Linked DNA regions of Danio rerio: region 2 is linked to region 1. A link is a contact called in public Micro-C data. All regions are on one chromosome and are shown on one strand. The core of a region is the stretch at or near the end of the contact, and the rest is flanking DNA. Distances in the headings are between cores, read along the strand shown.

What was found. A called contact is a pair of places that touch in the nucleus more often than the background predicts.
Region 2: a contact with region 1 is called in a Micro-C map of caudal fin, with 3 times the contacts expected there. The contact joins two enhancer-like sites. A contact is called at or near these places in 2 of 18 Hi-C or Micro-C datasets (caudal fin and an unstated tissue) and 1 of 4 datasets of contacts at active chromatin or transcription factors (caudal fin).

What each region holds. Positions count from the first base shown.
Region 1 is chr16:37,548,413-37,554,013 of GRCz12tu, forward strand. hivep3b (HIVEP zinc finger 3b) reads right to left here. Exons shown (of 8, transcript XR_012392246.1): 8 at 4,000-5,601. LOC137487931 (a long non-coding RNA gene) reads left to right here. Exons shown (of 3, transcript XR_011006752.2): 3 at 3,769-5,601. Among named protein-coding and RNA genes, the nearest start is that of phactr4b, 35 kb to the left of the region's middle. Within about 2 kb of position 3,924, at least 5 of the 62 cell types and tissues checked have an H3K27ac peak or open chromatin away from gene starts, as enhancers often do.
Region 2 is chr16:37,679,167-37,685,010 of GRCz12tu, forward strand. serinc2l (serine incorporator 2, like) reads right to left here. Exons shown (of 10, transcript XM_009292505.5): 10 at 5,545-5,844. Among named protein-coding and RNA genes, the nearest start is that of hivep3b, 25 kb to the left of the region's middle. Within about 2 kb of position 3,050, at least 14 of the 62 cell types and tissues checked have an H3K27ac peak or open chromatin away from gene starts, as enhancers often do.

The DNA.
Region 1 (5,601 bases), core at 2,674-5,173:
TATTAATGGTCATTTGAGTATTAGTAGAGTGCTCCTTCAACAGACTATAAGAAACTTTGCAAGTTTAAATCAACTTACACTAACCCCAACCTAACAGTTTACTTAAAATCTAATGAGAATTATTTGGCATGTAGATGCAATGCAACTTCAATTCAACAAACGGTCCATCGAAATAAAGTCTGATAATTTGAGGGTGGAGAAAAAATTTCTTATCAATATCCCCTAAGAATAAAGTGCCATTAGAACGCAAATTCTAGTGCAGTGGTTCCCAAAAAAGGGTGTCGCAATACTGGAGATTGTTAAAAATCGAAACAACATGCATTTAAAAAGTCATCAGCCTTTCGATTTTTTCGTGACCTCTGGCGTGACTATGTCATATTGAAGACTCAGATGCAGCACATTTTACAGCACCAGGTCAAACTTTCAGACTACTTTACGGCACTCACATACATTAAAAATAAATACAGGCCACAACTGAAGATGAAGGATGTTCTCCAAGTGGTGTTCTCCAAATTAAATGATGAATAGTATGCACAGATCCGATCACGTTAATAAAAATTGGGCCTGATCACAAGGTTTCAGACTGGATCAGAATAGGACCTCCCAATCAGGACTAAAATATATATGTGTGTTTTTAATATTTTGAACACATCTATAGTTATTTGGTGGCACAGAGTTAGACCTCTTTTTTTTTCTCTTTCCTCTTTCTTAAATGTCACCAAAGTAGAACATGGCAGCAGCAGGTTACGTTTACAACAACCCTGATAAGGCACCTCAAAAACAAACACCAGGCACAATACAGTGAGTTTACCTATGCAACCCAATAGGGATGTAACGGTATCAGAATTTCACGGTACGGTAATACCTCGGTATGAATGTCACGGTACGGTATTTATTGAATCATTTACAGGAAAAAACAAAACTTGTGAAAATACTCCAAAAAAGTGCCAAAAGTGTCAATGACATACAAATTATCATCTATCTGTAAGCTTTGAAACAGGAACTTCAATTTTAATAACAAAAAATTATTAAACCATGTAAAAAAATAAAGTTTCAATTTAGTATTGTTGAAAACTCATCACATTCAACATTTAATCACACTCAGCCCATCTACCCAGATGAGAGCTCTGCTAGTCGGACTTCTCATCAAGCATCTCCCGCTGGATCTAATCTCACTATATTTATTAAACGGGATATTTCATTTATCTTGTTGTCTTTATCTAACGACATATTCCCTGACTTTGGGCATTGGAATCTATTACTTGTTCTCAGGTAACGTGTTTTGGCTGAGCGCAAAGATAAGTTAATGATTAATGGAAGCACGTCCATTCTGTATATTGACTGATCGCTTGCCTTTATTTCCTATAATGTATAAACTTATTGTATGTTATACTTTTAAAATGGCCATTATCGATTCTTAAAACTGATACTCAGCAAAAGAGAGGCTGTGTTTCGTATTTTCACTGAAATTGAAAGGAGGAAGTGTTTTTATCGGCTCCGTTTTGTTATAAATATCCACACAGTGAAGATGACGCTCATCTTATGCAGCACGACGCCTCAACATGTCTGCTGTCTAAGTTGCTAATATTAAAATGAAAATAGGCAGTTCCTTAAATCATGTTTACATTTTATTGTTGAGAAAGTGAAACAACGAAGCCAGGGTGATGTGAATGAAGTTATAAAGTACACTGTTCCCTTTGAAGATTTACCCGTGTCCTCGGTATAATCTGCTTTTCCATATCAAACTGAGAAGAAGAGACTGCAGCCTTGATCAAACTTGCGAAGTCTGAACTTACACGGAGATTATGCAGGACTGAACTGTGCGTGTTAGGCTACTTAATATTCAGGAAAAGCCCCAATCAGAGAGGCGAATGTCTGCAGCCCCGCTTCCGTTTTCAGATGTACATGACAGTTTATAAGTATCACACACCAGACGCGCTCATTCGAATGATATTTAACATGAAACTAATCAGATGGCGCTCTGTGGCGCGGCTGAAAAATGAACTGCGTCCTGAGCCGTCGCCGGGCGCCGCCGACTTGCGGCGCCGGTGTGTGTATCCTGATAGAAACCTATGTTTAGAATTCTAAAATACATGGCGCTGCGTGGCGCTGTGCGGCGCGCCGCCGAGCGCCGCTTCTGGTGTGCGACCTGCTTTAGAGTTTTCCAGCTCTTTTCATCCCCGCTTCTAGCAGCACACTCCATTTCCGCATTACTGGATCTGTAGCGACAACAGACCGCAAGGGATGATGGTCAAGCATGGGCTGATGGCAATTGTAGTTTTCGCTACCTCCCGTTCGCTTCATTCGCCTGAGCAAATTTTCTCAGAAGACCTATAGTTTTACCGAGTCATGCGACTTCGGTAATATCGGAAAAAAATAATATTGCGGTATGACGGTACAATACCGTTACATCCCTACAACCCAATCAATGCAGGAGAGTTTGAGGAGAAGAGAAAAATGCCCTGTGACAGCGCAAAAGTGTAAACCTTACTCCTCTGACCTCTAAAGGTGCTCTAGCGACAGACGCTAGAGGCCAGGGTTTTTAACCTCTTTGGTAGAGCAACCGACTCCCATGCGGAAGGTTGCCGGTTCGATACCAGCTCGGAGCGGGTTGGGTGGCATAGGACCGGTGGGGTTACATTGGTGCCATGACCCGGATGGGAGTAAGGTTTAGGGGGGTGAGTGTAACGGAGGCCAGCTAGTGAGTGCTGTGCAGGTATACCTCACTCCTCTGACCTCTAAAGGTGCTCTAGCGAAAAGATGCTAGAGGCCATGGTCTTTAGCCTCCTCTGTAGAGCAACCGACTCCCATGCGGAAAGTCGCCGGCTCGATCCCAGCTCGAAGTGGGTTGGATGGTGTAAGACCGGCGGGGTTACAAAAGCATAGTACATCACAGCCAACATAGCACAAGTAATCACAATGAGTGAGCTGTCATTCACCTTTGTAGAAAACCCTGGATTTCTTATGTTTACTGTGATAATATTAATTCCTTACATTTATACAGCACTTTTCTAAACACTCAAAGTGCTTTACACAATGGGGGGAATCTCCTTATCCACCACCAGTGTAAGGCATCCACATGGATGACGCATCGGCAGTCATATTATGCCAGACCTCACACCACACACCAGCTGATTGGTGGAGAGGAGGATTGATGAAGCTAATGATGGTATAGAGACAATAAGGAGGCCATGATATACCCCTACTCTTTTTTTGAAAGACATTTTTTTGAATGTATTATAAAAGCATCGGATCGGGTTTCAGTATCAGTAAATACTCAAATTTAAATGACTCAGACTCAAGGGCAAATAAACCTGATCGGGACATCCCTAATGAATAGACTAATGTGTGCAAGGTTTATAGACTTAGAGGATATTAAGGGTCGCAAGTGACTAGCACTGTAACTTTGGGGCTCGTTGGCTGAAAAGTTTGGGAATCCCTAGTGCATGTATAGTACTAGTCTATATGGGTAATTGATTAAAGGTTATAATCTAATATAAGATGATCTGCACTAAATTCATTATGAATAACATGTCTTTTAACCTACGTTTGTGTCGGTAGTAAAATTTGTTCCTGAATCTTTTGAGATAAAGCGTTTAATGAAATGAGAGAACCAGCTGAGAAACTCCATATGAATAATGAAATGTTCCAAGAAGATTGAACTAAAAAAAGACACTTACGAAACAGCTATGGACAAACTGGCTTTCGGAAGCGAACAGATGATCTGCCACGTCTTAGACTCACATGTTTTGTTTTGTTTTTTCACAGGGGAACAGAAATTCTTGCGGAAGCCCAGATAATTGACTCTATGCTGCAATCTTTTTCTCCCGGAAACTATAAAAGCTGTTTTGCACAGGCCATGAATGCCTCCCACACAGCTCACATCAGTCCACCTGCTCGGGTCCCTGTGGGAGAGCTAGAAAACTGGAATCAAAGAGGCATGAATGAACACACTGCACCATCTGCTGGTCATCAATCACAGCACACCACCACAAGCAGTTTTAGTAATTCCTGGTGTACCTTTATTGGTTCAGAAATGCAAAATGTCTGTGACAAATTTTGGAGTTCACTGTAAGCCTGTCCAGTTTCTTCATTTCAAGTCTTAAGGTCACAACTAAAAAAAGAAACGCAACTATAAACAGAAAGTGTAAAGAATAATAATAAAAACGACAATAGAAATCCCTTTGAAAAACCAAAGTAAACAAAACATTTTCATATTTTCACATGGCAATAAATATGGACCATAGACTTTCTATCTGTACAGAGACACTTATCTAATCATTTTCATCTTATGTATTATAAAAAATATGACTTCAGTGCAATTTCCCTGCAAGGCTCATCACCTAAACCTTCGTCTCTTGTCTATTAAACAGCACAATGCCTGTCTCGTTTACCCTAACGTACAAAGAAAACCTTACCGCTTCTTCAAACACCAGCTCAAATAAAAATCTATATTCATGAAAAGAATTCACAGCCTTTTTATCTTTGACACTTCAAGCAGTAAATCTGGACAGAAAAGGCACACATCACTAGAATTTGCGCAATACTGGACAAGAGACGAAATATTGGAATTACTCAATTGAAGTTTTCATCTTGGTCATTTAGAAACATATCCATACTTAATGTTTTACAAGTACAAGGTTTTCGGTTTGTTTTTACATATACATATTCAAATAGATATATTAAGATTGCAATGTCAATAAAGATTATAGGAGGGACAGACGTAATCGATTTACAGAAATATTTTTCCAAGAAAAAAAAAAGTGCATCATATTACAATCTTGAATATTGCAGAACAAACATTTACCAAGTTACCAAGAGTATTGAAAATTGTGTATATAAAAAATAAGCGCATTACAAAAACAAAACAATAGTAGTATTAGCAGTAGAAAGCATTTCACCATTGTGCACAGAGGTTTTTAAGTGCTATCTGGATCAGCGTCAGATCCTTCTGCAGAAGAGCCACGTCCCCTGAGTGGCGCCGCTACAGGCTTTTCTGTCCCACGTAGCAGTCTGCTTTCACCTGAGGAACTCGCTTCTTCCCCCTGCGAGATCCTCTGGGCTCCTTCATCGCTGTCTGCTGCAGTTTTCCTTGATGCTTCGGGACCAAAAGTGCGAGTCTTTGTGGTGGAGCTCGAGTCGCTATATTGCTTTCTGACCTTGGCAGTCCGTTGCTCCCCTATACCTTGCTTTAAAGAGAGGAGTTTAGGTACGGCCGAGCTTGTACTGGGACTAAACCGGTCAGACTGACTGGCTCCCTCATCTTGGATTTTAGTTCTTTGCGGACTGCTTTCCGAAGATGAGATCCATGGATAATCCCTTCTGGCGAGAGAAAAAGGGGAGTCTTCTTTGGGAGAGGTGGGTGAAGGGGTGGACGACGACTGTCGTTCCAGTTTGGGCCGTGATGGGGGTCGGAGCTGCACCATTTGGATGCCCCCAATGGGAATCATGTGATAGGGCATGCGGGCTTGATCTTGGGAGTGCAAAGGAAGGTGGCTAAACATGCGGTCCACTGTCCATGGAGTCACTGGAGCTGGAGGGAAAGGCTCGCAGGGAGGAAAGCGCTGGGATGGGGAAAGCAGGCAGGGATCTGGAGCTGCT
Region 2 (5,844 bases), core at 1,800-4,299, 130 kb after region 1:
TTACTCAGCTTCAGAGTCATTATCGTCTTTCCTCATTGGCTGTTAGCGTCTGTAAAATATAGCTATAGCATTTTCGATCCTCTAATTCTCCTTTAGTTCATTTAGAATCAAACGGGACTCACAACCCATTTAACTTTGGTAATAGGACTGTTCAAAAGCTTGGGGATTTTATAATGTTCTCTTTTGCTTGCCAAGACTTCATATCTACTGTCTGCTCAAATATACGGTGTAAACTGTAACATTGTGGAATATTACTAGTGTTGTGATTCTAATAACCGTAATATTGCAAAATATTATTATAATCGTAGTTCTAATAACTGTAATATTATGAAACCTTAGAACTGGGATGTGTTTTAGTAATGTCAAAGCTGAAGTTTTGTAAAACATAACATCTTTTTGTGACTTCTTTATGTGACTAATGTGTTTAATTTAAAGTGTCTTGTTGAACAAAAGTAATTTTTTATTTTTTAAGATTTCGAGATATCATTAATAATTGATACCAACAATTGGAATAGTATCATAGCAAAAAAAAAAATAAATAAATAAATAAAAAAAATCATAATAATTGATCGGGAATCTAAAACTGATTTGATTATGAAAGGTGGGGGTGTCTTTGGGAGTCAAAACGTTTGACAGTCAAAGTCAGTTTGCAGATGATTCATTAGTCAATGTTCACACAAAATGTCTTTAAATTAAATTAGAATCTTTTAAGAAAATGTTGCGTTTTTTTATAAATATATTTACCAGGGATGCCAAACTCAATTGCTGGTGGGCCGCAGCCTTGCACAGTTTAGTTCCAACCATGCTCCAACACACTAAATCTGCGGTCATGGGCTTTTCCTCCCATAGACTTCCATTCATATGCACGCGAATGTGTCAGACCGGAAACGCAGGGTCATGCGTCAAGTTTCACAGGTTGCTGCGGTGCAAAGTTCGAGCTTGGTGAACTCTGACCTGCGAAATCGCATCACTACACTGCGTGAGACCAATCGAGGATCAAAACATGACCTCTCTGAACAAAAAATAAAATATGGAGCAATCGCTTGCTTTTTAAATGTCTAATCATCTTGTTTATTCACGCCCCTTTTCGCAGAGCTGTATGACAGAATTTCACAAACTCAAACTCTGGTGTGACCGCAGCTTTACCTGTAGGTTTCAAACAAGCCTGAAGGACTCAATTAGTTTGGTCAGGTGTGTTTAATAAGGGTTGGAACTAAACTTTTTTTTTTTTGAGAAAATTATTCTGTTCATCAAGGTGCCATTTATTAAATGTTCAAAATATTTTTTTAAATTGTTAAATATTTTTTACAATTTTAATAACTACTTGTAGCGACATTTTTTAATTTAAGCCGTTATCTTGATAAAGGTAAATAGTGAAGCGCGGGTCTGTTATGAAAGCTTTTTTCATTGTTTTTTTTTTTTTTTATCACATCTTGTGCCGTCAAATCAGTAAAATAGGTCCATTGTTTCTCAGTAGCACCCGTCACTACATACAAACTCATGGTCTGAAAATTGTTTCCTCTTCCCTTACTACCCCACCTACTACCTGGCTGCTTCAAATCCCAATTTGCATCGACAGAATAAAAAGTCTTCATTTACAAAATGAAAAACAATAAAGCAAATACTCCAACATGAATACAATAATTATCAAATGTAAACTTAATAGTAATCATTTCATCCAATCAACCTATTTAATCCAAACATAATAACAATAAAAGACAGAAATGGCTCCAACACTACTTTCTTACTGTATGTAGTTTCAAATTAAATGATTATTCCAGTCATTATTGCTTTTATTACTATTACCATTATTATTAATAATATTAATAATAATAATAATAACAACTAATGTAAGGATGATTTCTGAAGAATCATGTGACTCTGAAGACTGGAGTAATGAAGCTGAAAATTCATCTTTAAAATCACTGGAATAAATGATTAAATCAAATGATAAACAGTTATTTTATAGCGTAATAACATTTCACAATTTTACAATTTGTTCTAGTTTTTGATGAAATAAGTGCAGTCTTGGTGAGCAGGAGAAGCTTATTTTAAAACATTTAAAATCGTACTGACCCCAAAGTTTTGTATGTAGTGTATTTTTCTTAAAAAAAAAAATAGTATCATGCACATCTCCAGTTGAAAATGTAAGGCAGGGGTGTCCAAACTCGGTCCTGAAGGGCTAGTCAGGTGTGTTGAAGTAGTAAGTTGAAGCTAAACTTTGCAGGACACCGGTCCTCCAGGACCAAGTTTGGACATCCCTGATGTAAGGCTTTAAAAGAGGGGTGTCAAACACAATTCCGGTTGGTATTCTCCTAAAGCACTCAAAAAGTTTGATTAGGTGTGTTTAATTAGGGTTGGAACTAAATGGTGCAGAGCTGTAGCTCTCCGGGAACTGACTTTGACACATGTGCTTTAAAAGAGGACAAATAAAGCTAATTACTCTTGATATTCAGATTTTTTTCACAATTGAGAAAAAAAGTACTTTTTTACCTGAAAATGTAAACTTTTTAAAAATTACTAAATTACTTTCTGCCACAGGATAAAAAAAAATACTCTTAAAATGTTGACTATTTTTTACTCAACCAAGAAAAAAAGAACTTTCCCCCCTTGAGAATTGCAACTTGTTCAAAATCAACTTCTTAGTTTATCTCACAATTCAGATTTTTTCCCCCCTTAAAATCCAGATCCTTAAACCCTCAAAGGCTTTCACAATTCTGCCTTTCCTCTGAGTTATTAGACTTTTAGATTTTTTTTAATGCAATAAAACATCATTAAATACTCCTAACATTAATAAATGTTTCAAATTATGTCATTCAATATTTAATCCACATGAAACATCCTATAGCCATATAAAGCACATGCAAGCACATACACCTGGATCTGAAAAAACAAACAAAAAAAAAAAAAACACACAGAGACATTGGTAAAGCCCTGACCAACAGATGCACAGCTCAAACATTTTCTACTCCAGTGTTACACAAGTGTGCAGAAACAGATCTACACTATTAGCAAAACAGCATTGCATAAGCAGGCGTTATCTACTCTTAGTCAAGCTGCCAACTGATAAAGCACATTTGAGAAGAAGGGCCTGATTTGCAGGGCTCAAAGCACTCAGGGTTCAATACCTTCCACTCAAAACATCTCCATCTCTGAAAAAAAAATTCCTAAAACACGCTTTGCTTTCCCAATTGGTGAAGATATTTTGAAATCAATTTCAAAGCTTTTTGTTTTGTTTGTTTTCTTTGGCAATAGCAAAGTAATTTTTTCCTTTTTTTCTCTCTCTCTTTTGTAGGCTACATGAGAGTGTGATAATATTCTCGTAACTAGAACAGGGTTTTATGATTCATAAGGCCAGTTTAAGGCCCTCAAAAAAAGGACAAACATTCATTCATTATCCTTCAGCTTAGTCTCTATTTCAGAGGTCGCCACAGTGGAATGAACTGCCAACTATTCCAGCATACGTTTACGCAGCAGATGGCCTTGCAAATGCAACCCAGTATTGGGAAAAACCCACACACACTACGCACAAACATTCAGCTAAACGAATGTACCCATATTGCATACATTTAAACTTAGGGGGAAACTGGAGCACCCAGAGGAAACCCACGCCAACACGGGGAGAACATGCAAAATACACACATAAACACCAACTGGTCCAGCCAGGACTCGAATGATAATGGTAATGCAACTAATAATAAAAAAATTATAATAATTATAATAATAATAATAATTCAAATAATTATGGTGAGAAATAAGTTTGTTTTAATTACCCATTGGCAGATCATTTAGCTTGTTTTAAAGAGAACTCATTTAATTTTGACTTATTTCTGAAAATAAAACCATATTTTTACTGTGCTGTGCAATATATGGTGAAAAGGAAAAATAAAACACTTTGGTGGAGGTACAAACAATTATTATAATCTGACGAGAGCTGCTTATATAAAATTGCATGCCTGGAGAAGCATCGAGTACCAAAAGGCTACACTGATTTATCAAAGATGGCATCTATTTTAAGAAATGAATATTCTGATTATTAAGAAATTCTCATATCTGAATGATATGAAAGATTAAATCGGCAGCACAACAGTTCCACCTGGTGGGCAGACAGCAAATATAAATACAACCTCTTCATTCTTCTGTGTCAGACGTCATTGAGGAATATTTTTGTTGGGCTTTTACGATAGATGGATGGATGGATGGGAAGGCAAATAGTCAGATAGACAGACAGATAAATAGACAGATGAGCAGGCAAATAGACAGCCGGCCAGCCAGATAGTCAGACAGCAAGACAGACAGATAGAGAAAGCAAATAGACAGACAGACAGACAGATGAGAAGGCAAAGAGACAGACAGATAAGATGGATGGATAGATAGATGGATGGATGGATGACAGACAGAGAGATAGACAGAGAAATAGATAGATAGATAGATAGATAGATAGATAGATAGATAGATAGATAGATAGATAGATAGATAGATAGATAGATGGATGAGAAGGAAAAGAGACAGACAAACAGACAGACAGAGAGACATTGAGACGAAAGGGCAAAGAGACAGATAGACGAGATGCTTTCAGCTGCTCCAGAACGCAGCAGCATGAGTGGTCTTCAATGAACCTAAACGAGCACATGTCACTCCGCTGCTAGTCCGTTTGCACTGGCTGCCAGTTGCTGCTCGCATCAAATTCAAAGCTCTGATGTTTGCCTACAAAGCGACTTCAGGCCTTGCTCCTTATCTGCTCTCACTTCTGCAGATCTATGTGCCCTCCAGAAACTTGCGTCCTGTGAATGAACGTCGCCTCGTGGTTCCATCCCAAAGAGGGAAGAAATCACTTTCGCTCACGCTCAATCTGCCCAGTTGGTGGAATGAACTCCCTAACTACATCAGAATGGCAGAGTCACTCGCTATTTTCAAGAAACGACTAAAAACTCAACTATTTAGTCTCCACTACACTTCCTAATCTGCAATTGCCTCTCTGGATATCACACTAACTGTACCCAAAAAAAATTACTAATACTTTCCTTCTTAGACTTTACAGACCTGAAACTTGCCTATAGCACTTATTCATTGTTGCTCTTACAGTTGCTTAAGTTGCTTCCTTGTCCTCATTTGTAAGTCGCTTTGGATAAAAGCGTCTGCTAAATGACTAAATGTAAGTGTAAATGGATAGATGGATGAGAAGGCAAATAGACAGACAGACAGATAGATGAGAATGCAAAGAGACAGACAGACAGATAAAATGGATGAATAGGAAGACAGACAAGAAAACAGACAAACAAATATGTTTAACATAAAACAATATAATACTACGTATTATAATAAATCCATTGATTTATACTTCATAAAGTCATGTTTAATTTATTGATATTTTAAATGCTTTAATATTTTAAAATGAAGATTTATCACTTTATAATCTTAATGTGTGTTCAGATCAAAGAAAGATCAAACACTTATTATAATATAACCAAAATATAAATGACATTTAAATTAGCAGTCACATCAATATTGTAGCTTTTTAAGAACTCGATTATGACAAACCAACCCTTTATATGAGTTTATTGAAATATACAGCATTTACACAAATCAAACAACACCAGATCACTAAAATACAGCATATCCACAGAAACAATTGAAAGTAATATTATGCATGGTAATGAAATATATGTTATAAATCAGCAAAGGCACTTCGTCACAGGTCTGAAATAAACCTGCTTGCGTTTGATAAGACGGGTTATCGCAGAAAGGCACATGAAGAATTTACTAATCTTGCATGTTGTTCCTAATAATAAACCCTCGTGCTTGTGTTACTTTGGGGGAAGATCAAATATATTTAATATATAC